Regions from separate parts of the Zea mays genome. Here all the other regions are linked to region 2. The links are chromatin contacts, called in public Hi-C maps. All regions are on one chromosome and are shown on one strand. Each heading gives the region's core, a stretch centred on a gene start, on an enhancer-like site or on the middle of the called end of the contact. The rest is flanking DNA. Distances are from core to core; before and after follow the strand shown. Region 1 holds the start of LOC100273622. Region 2 holds the start of LOC103640507 (putative disease resistance protein At5g47280). Region 3 holds the start of LOC103640508 (transcription factor HHO6).

Region 1 (4,246 bases), core at 1,000-3,499, 390 kb after region 2:
CTGCAGCCTAGTATCAGCAAAGGATTTGAGTGAATCTTATTTCGCACAAAACTGTCAATTCAAGGCATAGTCCATTGTTCAGTTGTGAATAAGTGAAACTCTTATTCTAGATGGATGTTCAACTTAACAGTCTCCATCGAAACACTGGTATATCAAAGGATTGTGATTCTGATACTTCATCATTACAAACCCTAGAGTTTGGTGGGGATTGTTGGATCTTTTATGGGCTTGGCCCATTTATTGAATAAACTCTATGGTGTGTAATGGTGGAGAATACCAATAGTACCACATTGGAAGTCCAAGGGTCTTTTGCCTTGACTTATATGGTGGGATTTATTCCACTTAACTTGAGAAGTCAAGAAATGGACAAGGGCGTGCCACACGCGCACGCGCGCCGCCGCCGCCGCCGGCCGGGCCGGGCCAGGCCGGGCCGGGCGTGGCGTGGCGTGGCGAGGCAGGCAGGCAGGCAGACAGGCAGGCAGGCAGGCGAGCGGGCGTGGTGTGGTTGTGTTAATTTTTAGCACTCACTAACCGCGTACGTCAGCCGAGTGACCCTTCTCCTTCAGCTGCCGACTTATGGCGTGACTCGGCGAGAGCTGGCCGACTCATGGCATAACTCGGCTAGAGCTGGCCGACTCTTGGCGTGACTCGGCGACCTTTCTCCTTCAGCTTCCCTCTGCGAGAGGTTAAATAGAGGAGCACCCCTGTCACTCGGTACACGCGAGAAAACACTTTCAGAACACAGTCCAGCAGCCGAGTGAGGGTATTTCCATCTCGTGACTCTGCGCGCACAGAGAAGCGAGAGGGCAGGTGCCTCCGGAGCCCTTGCCGTTCGAGACCTTGCACGAGGGATCGGCAATTAGGTTTTTGGGGAGCGTCTACGCGACTGCCCAAAGTCTTCTTCCTGCTGACATGACAAGTGAAGTTGGACAAGGATCTAGATCCTCGGAGCGCATGGGAGGGTATGATCAATTCATCTCCTTACTGTTTTTCATTCTGCAAATTATATATGTTCATACCTGCTGTTTTATTTATAGCCATAAATTTATCAAATCTGTTTTGTCGCATTATATCATGACGTGTCTGATGCCTGATCATACTTGTAATATGATAGATCTGTCTGTTTTAATTTTACAGTCATGCTGTTTATGTTGCTATCTGTTTATTTTCAGTTGTTCCATAATAATATATGTTCCATGTTTATATGCTTATTATATTTATATAATTCATATGTTTCATGTTCTCTTGATCCATATTGTTATGGATATATTTGAGATAATGATTTTTATGATTAAACATATTTTATATGTCATCATCATAATGTTAATTTATGGAATTAAAATAATACGGAAAATGCCTATATTTCTAACAGCATCATGCCATCATTCCATCATCATACGATGCACATCATTATTCATAAATATAAAGGGAAAAGAAGGGAAATTGTTCCCCATGTGTACAAGTAAAAAGGATTCTGAAGCCGCTCCCAAAGAAACACAAAGTCAGATCCAGAAAATAAAGGCACATTTAAATTTTTTATCATTCTTTTGCATCGTATATGTTTTCCATTATTTTATACCCTTGTAAAGAGTATATAGAGGAGACAGAAGGGCAAAAAAGGGGACATCATTCTTCCTGAGCAGACATGTGTTTTCCAAGGTATTTTCGACTAAATAAGAATTCGGTTGATAGAACATTTTTTTACAAAGCATAAAAGGAAGGAAATATGTATTTGCTCATTCTGCTCAAACGGTACGTATACTTATTTCAAGCTGCATAAAGAAATATCGCGAGATCTTTACTTATACAGAACATGCATTTCACACAATTGTTCGTATATACAACCGACATATTCTTAAAAGTGTTTTTTACAAAGGCTTCTTAATCTTCGTTCAAAACTTTTTCGACAATTTCATTCAGAGCTTCATCAACAACTTCGTCTATTGCCTTGTGTACCACCTTAAGTTCAGTAAGGACATCTTTCAATTCTAGATCATTTTTAGGATCGTATGGTTCTAGTAGTGGGGGAAGGGCCGCTTTAAAAAAAATTTATATCATAAATCATAGTTAACATGAAGCTAGAACTCATAGAACCAAATAATTCTCCAGCTGCAAAGCTTCTTTGACCTTTTTAGTCGCTTGGACCGATGAGCCTGTAAAGCAAAAATAGAATTGTTAAAAATAGCACTACACAAAAATCTAAGTACAAGATTCAACATTCAGAAAAAAAAACCTCATGCTCAGTCACTCCCCGTCTCACAAAACGCCGCCCTTGGATGAGCCAATCTTCCTCTCGCACGGCCCACTCCTTACCCCCGTCTCACAAAACGCCGCCGCCGCCGTCGACAGCCAACTCCCCGCGCCCCCACCGCCTCCGCGCACCGCCCCACACCTGATTGCGCGTCCAGAGGTATTCAGAGCTCTCTGCTGTGGGAGCAACGAGGGCAGGGATGAGGGAGGTGGTGACGGTGCAGGTCGGCGGTTTCGCGAACTTCGTCGGCTCCCACTTTTGGAACTTCCAGGTGATTAGCTGATCGTTTCCCCGGAAGATCCTTCCTTCCCCGGGTCCTTGCACTCACTGTGCCTGAGCTCGATGACGCCTCGGCAATCTACCTTCTGCTCCGCAGGATGAGCTGCTCGGGCTCGCCGACGACCCCGGCGCCGACCCGGTATTCAGGACCGCCGCGCTCGACATGGACGTCCTGTACCGCGCCGGCGAGACACACCAGGTAGAGAGAGGCTGTCACTCGCTTGGGCACCATCTCCCCCCATCCCCTCCCCCAACTATAGTGGTTTGTTTGGTCATTTCCGTGTTCGTTCACTGACACTGCTCGACTTCTTCAGAGCGTCGCCAGCTACTGCCCTCGCTTGGTATCAGTCGGTTCTCGAGGTAATGGATTGATTTTTGCCATGTTCTTCCTTCTTCATTCTGCGTGCTCATTAGTATTTCTCTGTCGCGGTCGTGAAAATAACATGGTGTGCCATCTGCAGGGTCTCTTGGCTCGTTAAGTTCCTCTGGCACTCTAGGTTCGAGCAGTGCAGCTGCAGATGAGCCCAACATCTTCACATGGCAAGTGATGTTCTAACTCCTATCACTTGTACAATTTAATTCTATGTTCCGTTTTCTCCTTACTAAATGCTTCAAGCGTCATCGATTCTTGGCGTCCCACGTTTGTGAACTGAAGATGATTAGGCAGTAGTTCGGTGTAGTTTGGGTTGTTTTGAGCAATGGGGCTAAAGATACACTAGCTGCAGACTAAAGCTTTACATAGACAAAACCAGTTGCTTGTAAAATTGTACTCTGTTCAAAATCTTGAGTTTTCTATTTATATAACTTTTGCAGTGCAGCTAAATATGTACATTATGACTAGATACATAGTAAATACACTATGACTAGATAGATAGTAGATACATAGTACATACTATGTATCTAGAAAAACCAAAACAGTTTATAATTTGGAAGGGGGAGCATAATGCTGTTGCTGCCAGTGCCAGAAGACACAATTTATCAGTCTTAGCCTCTTAGAATTATAATCCTTGAGTTCTCTAAGGATGCATTGCATACACTCATCTAGAAGCTTGAGAATTGCTTCATGGCATCTGCCTATTGTTGGAAAATCGTCCAACTTTTGCCTTACCATTGCCTGTTGTTGAAAGTGTTGCTTTTGTACTATTGATGCTATGAGATGTATGTTAGTATAGTGGTGATTTAATTCTGAGTGATGAGAGAGCACAAATCCGTAACAGTGTGATAGGATCATGGAATCTTGTGATAACTGGTCTCAGTTGTTGCAGGTCTGGAAAGGTAACAAAATCAGTAGCAAAACCTCATGAGCGAAACTTGTTCCTACAAAGTTTATCTGAAGAAGAACAGAACCCAAGCTCTAGCGATGGCCAAAACAATGCTAGTGTTGAAGATAAGGACCTGGTCGCAAATCTGGAGAATGGAGTCAAATTTTGGACTGATTATTCAAAAGTTCAGTATCACCCTCAGAGCTTATATGAGTTGTATGGATCATGGACAGACTTTGACAGGTTTGATAACTATGGAACTGCAAAGGAGGTGGTTTCAGAATGGTCCCAAATGGAGGAAATGAATGAGAGGCTAAGGTTCTTTGTTGAAGAATGTGACCATATCCAGGTCTTGTCTTTTTTACAGCAAACTATCAATAAACACTCTATTCACACAATGGGCTGTGTTCACTTACATATTTAGTGAATTTATAGAATTTTTCTCTCCTTTTTC
Region 2 (4,370 bases), core at 374-2,873:
TCTGAATTCAATGGCTGCCCGCATGTCGCACGTAGGCCCTATGGTTTATTTAGTGCATGGTATTAAAAAAACGCCAAGAACATGTTTGACCGCATGAAAAACTCTTCACCACCAACAGTGATGAGCAGGTACGTGTACAACTATGTGTACTCGTTTGGCTTCAAAGCTGCTCCCGTAGTTTGTTGAATTTATACTGAAATATACAAGAAGGTACAGGTTTGAAAACAAGGTGCCGGGCTAGAGTTCTGGATATCTCATAAATAATCATAGTCCGTGCAGTGTGATGAATAAATGAATAAAGTTTGGCGGTGCTCATTTAATTGCTCAAATAGCTACGATCGAGTGCTGTGGCTGACGCCCATATAAAAAATCGTCCATACCAGAGATGTACTCAAGCATGCACCCGCCAGCAAGGAAAAAACAATAAATTAAACAACTACCAATGCTTCAGGCATCATCTTCTCAACAACTCAATATTTATTTAATTTTTTCTCGAGTTTAATCATTGCCGTGAGTATTTTGTCATTCATGAAAGGATTATATGAGCTTTTGATCAACTATAAGGGCCTTTTAGGTAAGTGGCTAAATTATAGATTATCTGTATAACACCGACTCCCTTTGTCCACAAGACATTGTCATGGTAATATTTTGTCCTAAGTCAAATAAACTTAAGGTTGACTAATAAATTTGTCCATATTTTTCTCCGAAATAGTGTACTGCAAAAATATGTTCCAGGATAATCTAATAATGTTTATTTGGTAATATAGATATATGTATTTTTTTACATACATATACATAAGTTTAGACAAAAACTTGAATGTTTTGCTCTTTTAAACATGGAATATACAAATAACTACGGTGATTTGATACCCGGTGTCATCGCTAGCGATTTTCATAATGGATGGTCAACCTAATAGTGAGCGATCATGCGAATAAAAGGCCATGTTGGGTGGCTAACAAGGTGGCAACTACCAATCTAATCTTGCAAAGCTAATGTCACCTTGTACCATCTGCTACATGGATTCCCAACCCTACAAAGACTATTTGGCTGTCAAGTGTCAAATGTACTCTCCACGAATCATTAACCAGACAAGGACTCTCTAAGATACATCTCCAAGACTCTCAAGGCGTTGAAATCTTTGATCACATGGGTTTTCATTTCTCCTGTGGTTGAGGTTGAGAGGTTAAGGGAGAGAATGAGGGAGGGGAAGATGCATGTGGACAGTGGACTCCATGCTGGATTTTGCCAACGACTCAGTATGCATGTGAGATGGATGCTAACCTAAGTGTACTATGCAGTTTAATAAAGGGCGTTTGACATGTATAATTCAATCACATTTTATGATGATATAAAAACATGAAGGCACTACTAGTGCCCCTTTTTTCATTCTTTTTCCAAAGTAAACCAAGGTAGCTCAGGTCTACTGGTTAAGTGAGGGAGCTGAGGTTTCATTCTGGTGACCACTAGCGGTGTCGACACGGCGGGATGGCCCCACGTGGGCGCCAGCGGTGTCAGTGACGGAGAGCTCCTCAGATCTGAACTCCAGTGGGCGGCGACCCTTCACCGCGGAGGTTGACCCCCAAACCGCCGTCTCGCACTCTCCCGCCTCCCTATAACTAATCTCCTCCTTTCCACTCCCCGCCGCGCGAAACCACACGCGGCGGCCGCCTCCTCCACCACGCCGATGGCGACCCCTCACTCACCCAGACCCAGCTGAACAACTCCCTCCACCAAGCACACGCAAGCAGGAGAAGGAGCAGGAGCAGGAGCAGGAGCCGAGGGCGGCGACAGAGAATAGAGGTAGAGGAAGGCGATCGACGAGGAGCTCGGTCTCACCTGCTAGCGGCGGCGACCATGGACCGGATGCTGCTCGACCAGCTGGCCGGCGAGGCCCTGCGGGAGGTGCTGCACGCGGTGCAGGGCACCCTGTTCTGCCGCTCCACCGCCGAGCGCCTGCGCCGGAGCGTCGAGCCGCTGCTGCCGCTCGTCCAGGGCCTCGGCCCGCACAGCACCCAGCGCTCCGCGGGGGAGCTCGGCGAGCTCGCGGCGCGGGTCAGGGAGGCGCTCGACCTGGCGCGCCGCGCCGCCGCGTCCCCGCGCTGGAACGTCTACCGCGCCGCGCAGCTGTCGCGCCGGATGGAGGCGGCCGACCGCGGCATCGCGCGCTGGCTGGAGCGCCACGCCCCCGCGCACGTCATCGGCGGCGTGCGCAGGCTCCGCGACGAGGCCGACGCGCGCATCGGTCGCCTCGAGCGCCGCGTCGAGGAGATCGCCGCCGCCACCGCGCAGCCGCCGCCCCCCGCCCTCTCCGTCCCCGTCGCGCCGCCGCCGCACAAGGGCGTGCCCATGCCGATGGAGGCGCCGCTCGCTAAGCCCGCCTTCGTCGCTATGACGAAGGAGGTGCCGCAGCACAAGGGCATGGCTATGTCGGAGCCGGTGCCGGCGAAGGCGGCGCCCGCCAAAGCCGGGGTGATGGCCATGGACATCGCCGACGGACACGAAGACGCGGAGGGGATGGTTGGCGGCGGCGTCAAGGTGGCCAAGGAAAAGGTGAAGGAGATGGTTATGAGCGGCGGCGGCAGCTGGGAGGTGGTCGGGATCTCCGGCATGGGCGGCAGCGGCAAGACCACGCTCGCCATGGAGGTCTTCAGGGATCACAAGGTCCGAGGTAAGCAGAACATCGACCACCAGATCCAAACCTTCTTTTCCTTCAGTTCTTTCCAAATCCTGTGCAAAGGTCGCGTCTTTCACAGGAATCGTCCTGTCCTTCCCTGCAAAAATTGCATCTTCCCCATGAATAGTGGGTGCTAAATTCTCCAAATTGGCGGCATAGCATCGTAGGTGGTTGGTTTGCGTGCGTGTCGTGCAATTAGGTAAAGGCGAGGTTGATGCTTTCGTTTTTCCCCAAACCACATGTTCGGTCAAATTTGGCGCTTTGACCACCAGCTAGTGACAACTGTACTGTTGTGATGGGGTTTCAGATTGCTTTTGTGAATTACCATGCTTGGACTTGAGTAACCTTATCGTGTCGTGTTCATGGACCATGGTGGCTACTTAATCTTAAATCAAGATACGTATCTGCTTAACGAACCGCACATGAGACTAATCAAATCTATTTCACATAGAATAAACCCAATTCAGATCCAAGTAACCTGCTTTTTTGAAGAAAAAAAAATCTGGAGCTGTGCTAATTTTAGGATCTCCTTTCAGTGCAAGGAATTGGGATGACGATGTTGATTTAGACCTAGTTTAGGTACTCTAGTATTGACCATAATCTATATATATTGAGGTGGATTAAGGTGTAACTTAAACTAATTTACACCCCAATCCACTTTAACACATGTGGATTGAGGTCAATACCAGAATACCCCTAATGCCGCAACCCGGGTTTGTAGCTCCATCATCTCTGTTTTCCACCAAAAAACTCATAGTAAACTTAAATTCAATTGTCACAACAACATATATTCAACGATTTTAAGTGACTGCTATCCCAAACCGTAGCTGATCTTAGGGCATGTACAGTGGAGAGACACCAAAACGGTTCTCCAAGCACAGGAGACAACTAAGAGACTCTATTGTACAGTGGAGTGTCTATAAACGTAGTCTATTAATAAATACAAAATTAAATGTATTTGTATAGCATCAGATCGATAGAACAGACGACAAATTCGTACAGTGGGAAGTGAGGCGTCTGTTGCTACTTGGTTTACGAGCCAGAGGCGTCTCTTCACGGAGAGACGGCTCTAAGATTTTTTTGCAAATAACCCCTTAAACACCTTAAGAGCCTCCACATTAAACACCACTGTACATGTCCTTAACTTCATGGTATGCTTTGTGGTCAACATGGTGATTATGGATCTCATCAAAAGCCCATGGCTACATATCTGCTCCCTGTTTGCAAGCTCTCTCTCTCCCCCACCCCTTTTCATGATTCTGACATAGTTTCTTTTTTTCTACAGCCTACTTCAACGACAGGATCTTCTTCGAGACGATCTCGCAGTCCGCGAATCTGGAGGCCATCAAGATGAAGCTGTGGGAGCAGATCAGCGGCAACATGGTGCTGGGTACATACAACCAGATCCCAGAATGGCAGCTCAAGCTAGGACCAAGGGACCGAGGACCCGTCCTTGTGATCCTCGACGATGTTTGGTCTCTCCCGCAGCTTGAGGAGCTCATCTTCAAGTTCCCTGGGTGCAAGACCCTAGTCGTATCAAGGTTCAAGTTCCCCACGCTGGTGAAACAGACGTATGAGATGCAGCTGCTAGACGAGGCGGCGGCTCTGTCCGTCTTCTGCCGCGCTGCGTTCGACCAGGAGTGTGTTCCGCAGACCGCCGACAAGAGATTGGTCAGGCAGGTCTCTGCAGAGTGC
Region 3 (4,135 bases), core at 152-2,651, 270 kb after region 2:
CCACCTCAAGAAACAGACACAGCGCACTACAACTACAACGACGGCGGAGCCAGAGGCCCCAGAGCAGGGCGGACAACCGACGGATCCCTTACCTTGCGCGCCGCCGAGCCGCTGCAGGGCGGCGACGAAGCGGCGGTGCAGCCCGGGCGACCAGCACCTCCTCGCCTTCCTCTGCTGCGCATGTTGCCGGCGGTGCGCCCCGGCCGCGTCCGTGACGGCGCTGCTGGCGGCGCTCGGAGAGGCGGCGGCCGCCGGGGACGAGAGGGACAGGTCCGCGACCGGCATGGCGCTGGCGCTGGCTCCGGGCTTACCCGCCGCGTCGCCGGATGGCCTCGCCAGCGTCGGCGCCGGCGGGCTGGCGGCCAGTGCCACGAACGCGCTGGACACCTGGTGTTATTTATGGAAGGGATTCGGGCAGAGCAGGTTGTTTATTAGCCGCGAATTATGCTACGCGAAAACAATTCGTTTTGTTTTATCCTCTTTTTTTTTTAAAAACGGGACGTCTAGTTCTGGCGACTCACGCCCGCGCTCCGTACCTTGTGGGCGGCGGCGGCGGCGCCGTTGGTGTTGGCGGTGCTGTCGTCGTGGCTACCGCAGCTCCAGAGCTGCACGGAGCTCATCCAGCTGCGCTTGTCGTTGGCGTCCGCGTCCGCCAAGACGGCTCCGTCCTTTGCCGGCGGCGGCGGCGCTGGTGGCGCGAAGAGGTCCGACGGGCGGCGGCGGTGCTGCGCGAGCTCCTCCTTGAGCCAGTCGATCACTGCACGGCGAGGGAAGAAGGGAGGCGATGAGGAACGGACAGCTGTCGGTCACGGCGCGCGCGTAGGCGTTGGGGGGACTGGGGAGAAGCAAGCGCGTACCGTCGGCGACGAGGTGGACGCTGATGGGGAGCTCCCGGCGGAAGACCTCCATCTTGGCCTTCTCGGCCTCGAGGCTGCGGACGCAGTCCCGGAAGCGCGCGGCGCGGTCGGCGGCCGAGCAGCGGGACGCGGCCGCGCGCAGCGAGTCGGTGACGGCCCGCGCCGCCACCGCCCGCAGCTGGTCCTCGTTCCCCGCCATCATCGCCGGCACACCGTGCGATCCACCGTGCGCGTACGCTGTCCCGGTTACGCGGGCGAAGGCGGCGGCGGCGGCGGCTGCTGTCTAGTGTCTTCGTGCTGTGCTGTTGGGGAACGAACGGGCGGAGGGAGGGAGGGAGGGGGGAGTCCCGTCGCGTCGTCGGTGGGTTTATACCGGAAGGGGAAGGGGGGAGAAGATGGAGATCCCGGGAGGGCAGAAGGGTCATTTGGCGCGTGGGAGGTGGAGAAAAGATGCCGCTCGGGTTCTGCCTGCGTCTCTGGCTGCTGGACGCGGTGGGTGGGCGGAGACGAGGGGAGCCGAGCAGGGGCGTTTCGTCGCGTAACAGGCAGGCAGGCAGCCAGAAAGAAAGAGGCGCCCGAGTTCGGGAACGGTTGGTGGACGGTCGAGGCAAGCCAAGTGTCGAGTAGACGACATGTGTGGCGGTAAACAGGGAATAAAAAAAGATAATCTTTTTTTTTTTACTGTGAGTGATCTGAGTCGTCCACGTGGCGGTGGATCAGGCATCTAGCAACCAAAAGATTCCGTCTGCTGCCGTAGAGCGGTTGGAAGGAAGGAATTATTGGCGAAGGGATAAGGATTCCATGTGTGTAAGTGGGCCAGAGGTGCGTGCAGTCCGGGTCAGAACGAGATCTCCGTGGGATTTTGTTTTCGCCATCGCTGAAAGGACACGGCAAGGAGACGCAGACTGCAGAGAGATAGAGAGATTCTCCTCGTCCCCTCTCTGGCTCAAAGGGGCAACGCGACGTCACGTTGCCCGAGCTACAAAGATTCTCTCCAGTCCATCCCCGATCACGCTCCTGCTTCAAAGATGCCTGGAAATGCTTCTTCTTCTTTTTTTTTATTTATGATTATCATTGAAGTCGCCCAGCTTCTGCAATCTCGATACAGTATACGAAACCGAGCTGTTTCCGACCTAACATATTGGTAGCAAGTATTTGATATTTCTATTAATAAGGTATTATCTTATATTTTTTCTGCGTTCCAAAGTAGGCTTAATTTTACTCTATCTCTCTATCTTAAAGAAAATATAATTAAATTGTTCACCTGTTTTCATGAGCTTAAGTTTTTTTAATTATGCAGCTCGATATAAGTATAGGTTGAACACATTTGCATCCCCTCACTCTCAATTGTTTTTATAAGAAAGAAGCAAAAAAGCAAAATGCAGCACCGGTGGAGCCTTGGATGGATCTGAGATTCCCCCGACCACCACATGGCTGTCTTTGGACGCAAGAACGGCATCGGAATATTGGTGGAGGCATCAAACATGGTGGCTCCTCGCTCAAAGAGAGAGAGATCGTGTTCACGTGCATGTGTTTGGTTCGACGGATCCAGGCCAGGTTTCTATTCTCCTCGGATCCTTTGCTCTTGCTCCAAGGAGTGTATCTTGCCGTACAAACGAATCTAAAGGCGAGCTTGAAGAGAGAAGGGGTCTTTTTTGTTCCGTGGAGCAAGAGAAAGGGATCAACAGCTCATTCTTCTTTTTTTTCAAAAATAAACTAGTGAACGAAAAATATTCGAAAACAGAATGTAGTAGTTATTTTTGATACATCCATCCTAACATCACTTAGCTAATATATCTAGTATAAGGAATAAAAACAAATCTAGCCACCAACAGTTTCCAATTCGCAGGCTGTTAAATATTTTTAAATTATGCTAATTTAATTTTTTTTTCCTTCTAATTATTACTTGCAACTTTAAATTTGGTTTCATTTGTACGGTGAAGTTAAACTGAAAGCTAGCCCATCTGTTTGGATGGTCTAAGACTAAAACTTATTAGATTCAGATGACAGATAACTACTAGTTTACCGATGAAGTCTCCTGATCGATCGGCTTTTCTACCCAGCTGTGGTACCCACCCGACCTACCCTGGGAAAGTTGAAACGGATGAGGAAGCAGCATGGAATGGAATCACTGAAGAGATAGATTAGGTAGGTGGTGGCGGACCGCGTCTTTTGGTAGAAAGGCGCGAGGGGCCTGCGCACATGCTGCTTTGCTTTCCTCCTGTTGACAGCCAGAGCCCAGAGCCAGCCAGGGTTAAACAAAAGCAGATGCTCAGTGCCAGTGTTCGCCGCGACCCGTTTCTTCTGCATTGTCAACGCGCTCAAAAAAATAAAAACATGATCCATCCATGATGTTTTACTTTTAGTTTTGTTGGTTATAGCCAAGTGCCAGATCCAGCAACAGTAACAGAACTTTTAACTGGTCGATCAGGTACTAGACTGGATGGCCAAGTGAACAGGTACAGCCAAACATTGTTTATAGACTCTAAAGACATAAAGGAAGGGGGGAAAAACAAGATATACTGCATCACCAACATCTATCTATCTGAAATGGCCGGGGATATTTCATCATTGTACTAGGTTATCACTTATCACATGCCGTACAGTTTATGAGAGGCTTGCAATTGCAGCAGCAACATCTATCTATTTATCTGGCTGTCGAGATCCTTATCGTATCTGCAGAGATCCATCCATCCATGGTGGGTTGGGTTGGGTTGCGTTGCAGCCCTGCTGCTAGGCCACTACCAGCAGTAGACGATAACCCATCATCCCATCTCTCCTTTCCTGGTACCGTTAGGCATAGGGATAGCAACGGAGAATTTCTTGTGAATGAATGACTCCCCATCTATGTCCTCGTCGAAGAAAAATTCTCTGTCTTCGTTCCTGCAAACGTTCACGGGAAAATTTTCTCTTATCCCCGTCCTCGTGGGGATATCGTCGAGGAATTTATCCCCAATGGGGAATCTATCCCCGTTAGAAAAGACAACATTTAGAGGCCAAATTTAAATTGATTATATCAAATCAATATAAAATAAACAAACAAGATTTATAAAAAAAGATATCTACTCTATAGTTTATTCTGCTACTCAGGCTATGTATTAAATTTTTAGTATAATTTGACCACATTAATAGACTAATTTACACCAAGGGAAGTTTGCAGGACGGGGACGAGGAATGATTTCCCATCTCCGCGAACCTAACGGGGGCTAATTTTTTTCGTTTAAATTCTCGTGGGAACTAAATTATCCTTATCTCTATCCTCTAAAAGAGAAATTCTT

What was found. A called contact is a pair of places that touch in the nucleus more often than the background predicts.
Region 1: a contact with region 2 is called in a Hi-C map of leaf, with 9 times the contacts expected there. The contact joins the promoter of LOC100273622 here to the promoter of LOC103640507 in region 2. A contact is called at or near these places in 11 of 25 Hi-C or Micro-C datasets (bundle sheath, ear, leaf and 4 more) and 1 of 3 datasets of contacts at active chromatin or transcription factors (leaf).
Region 3: a contact with region 2 is called in a Hi-C map of bundle sheath, with 3 times the contacts expected there. The contact joins the promoter of LOC103640508 here to the promoter of LOC103640507 in region 2. A contact is called at or near these places in 10 of 25 Hi-C or Micro-C datasets (bundle sheath, ear, endosperm and 4 more) and 1 of 3 datasets of contacts at active chromatin or transcription factors (leaf).

Annotation. Positions count from the first base shown.
Region 1 is chr1:168,372,642-168,376,887 of Zm-B73-REFERENCE-NAM-5.0, forward strand. It overlaps LOC100273622, which reads left to right and starts at 2,250. Exons shown (of 9, transcript NM_001148038.1): 1 at 2,250-2,522; 2 at 2,628-2,729; 3 at 2,845-2,890; 4 at 2,992-3,070; 5 at 3,796-4,141. The coding sequence starts at 2,451.
Region 2 is chr1:167,985,623-167,989,992 of Zm-B73-REFERENCE-NAM-5.0, forward strand. LOC103640507 (putative disease resistance protein At5g47280) reads left to right here and starts at 1,624. Exons shown (of 4, transcript XM_008663275.4): 1 at 1,624-2,669; 2 at 3,961-4,370. The coding sequence starts at 1,856.
Region 3 is chr1:168,257,186-168,261,320 of Zm-B73-REFERENCE-NAM-5.0, forward strand. LOC103640508 (transcription factor HHO6) reads right to left here and starts at 1,402. Exons shown (of 5, transcript XM_008663279.4): 1 at 858-1,402; 2 at 537-757; 3 at 93-387. The coding sequence starts at 1,059.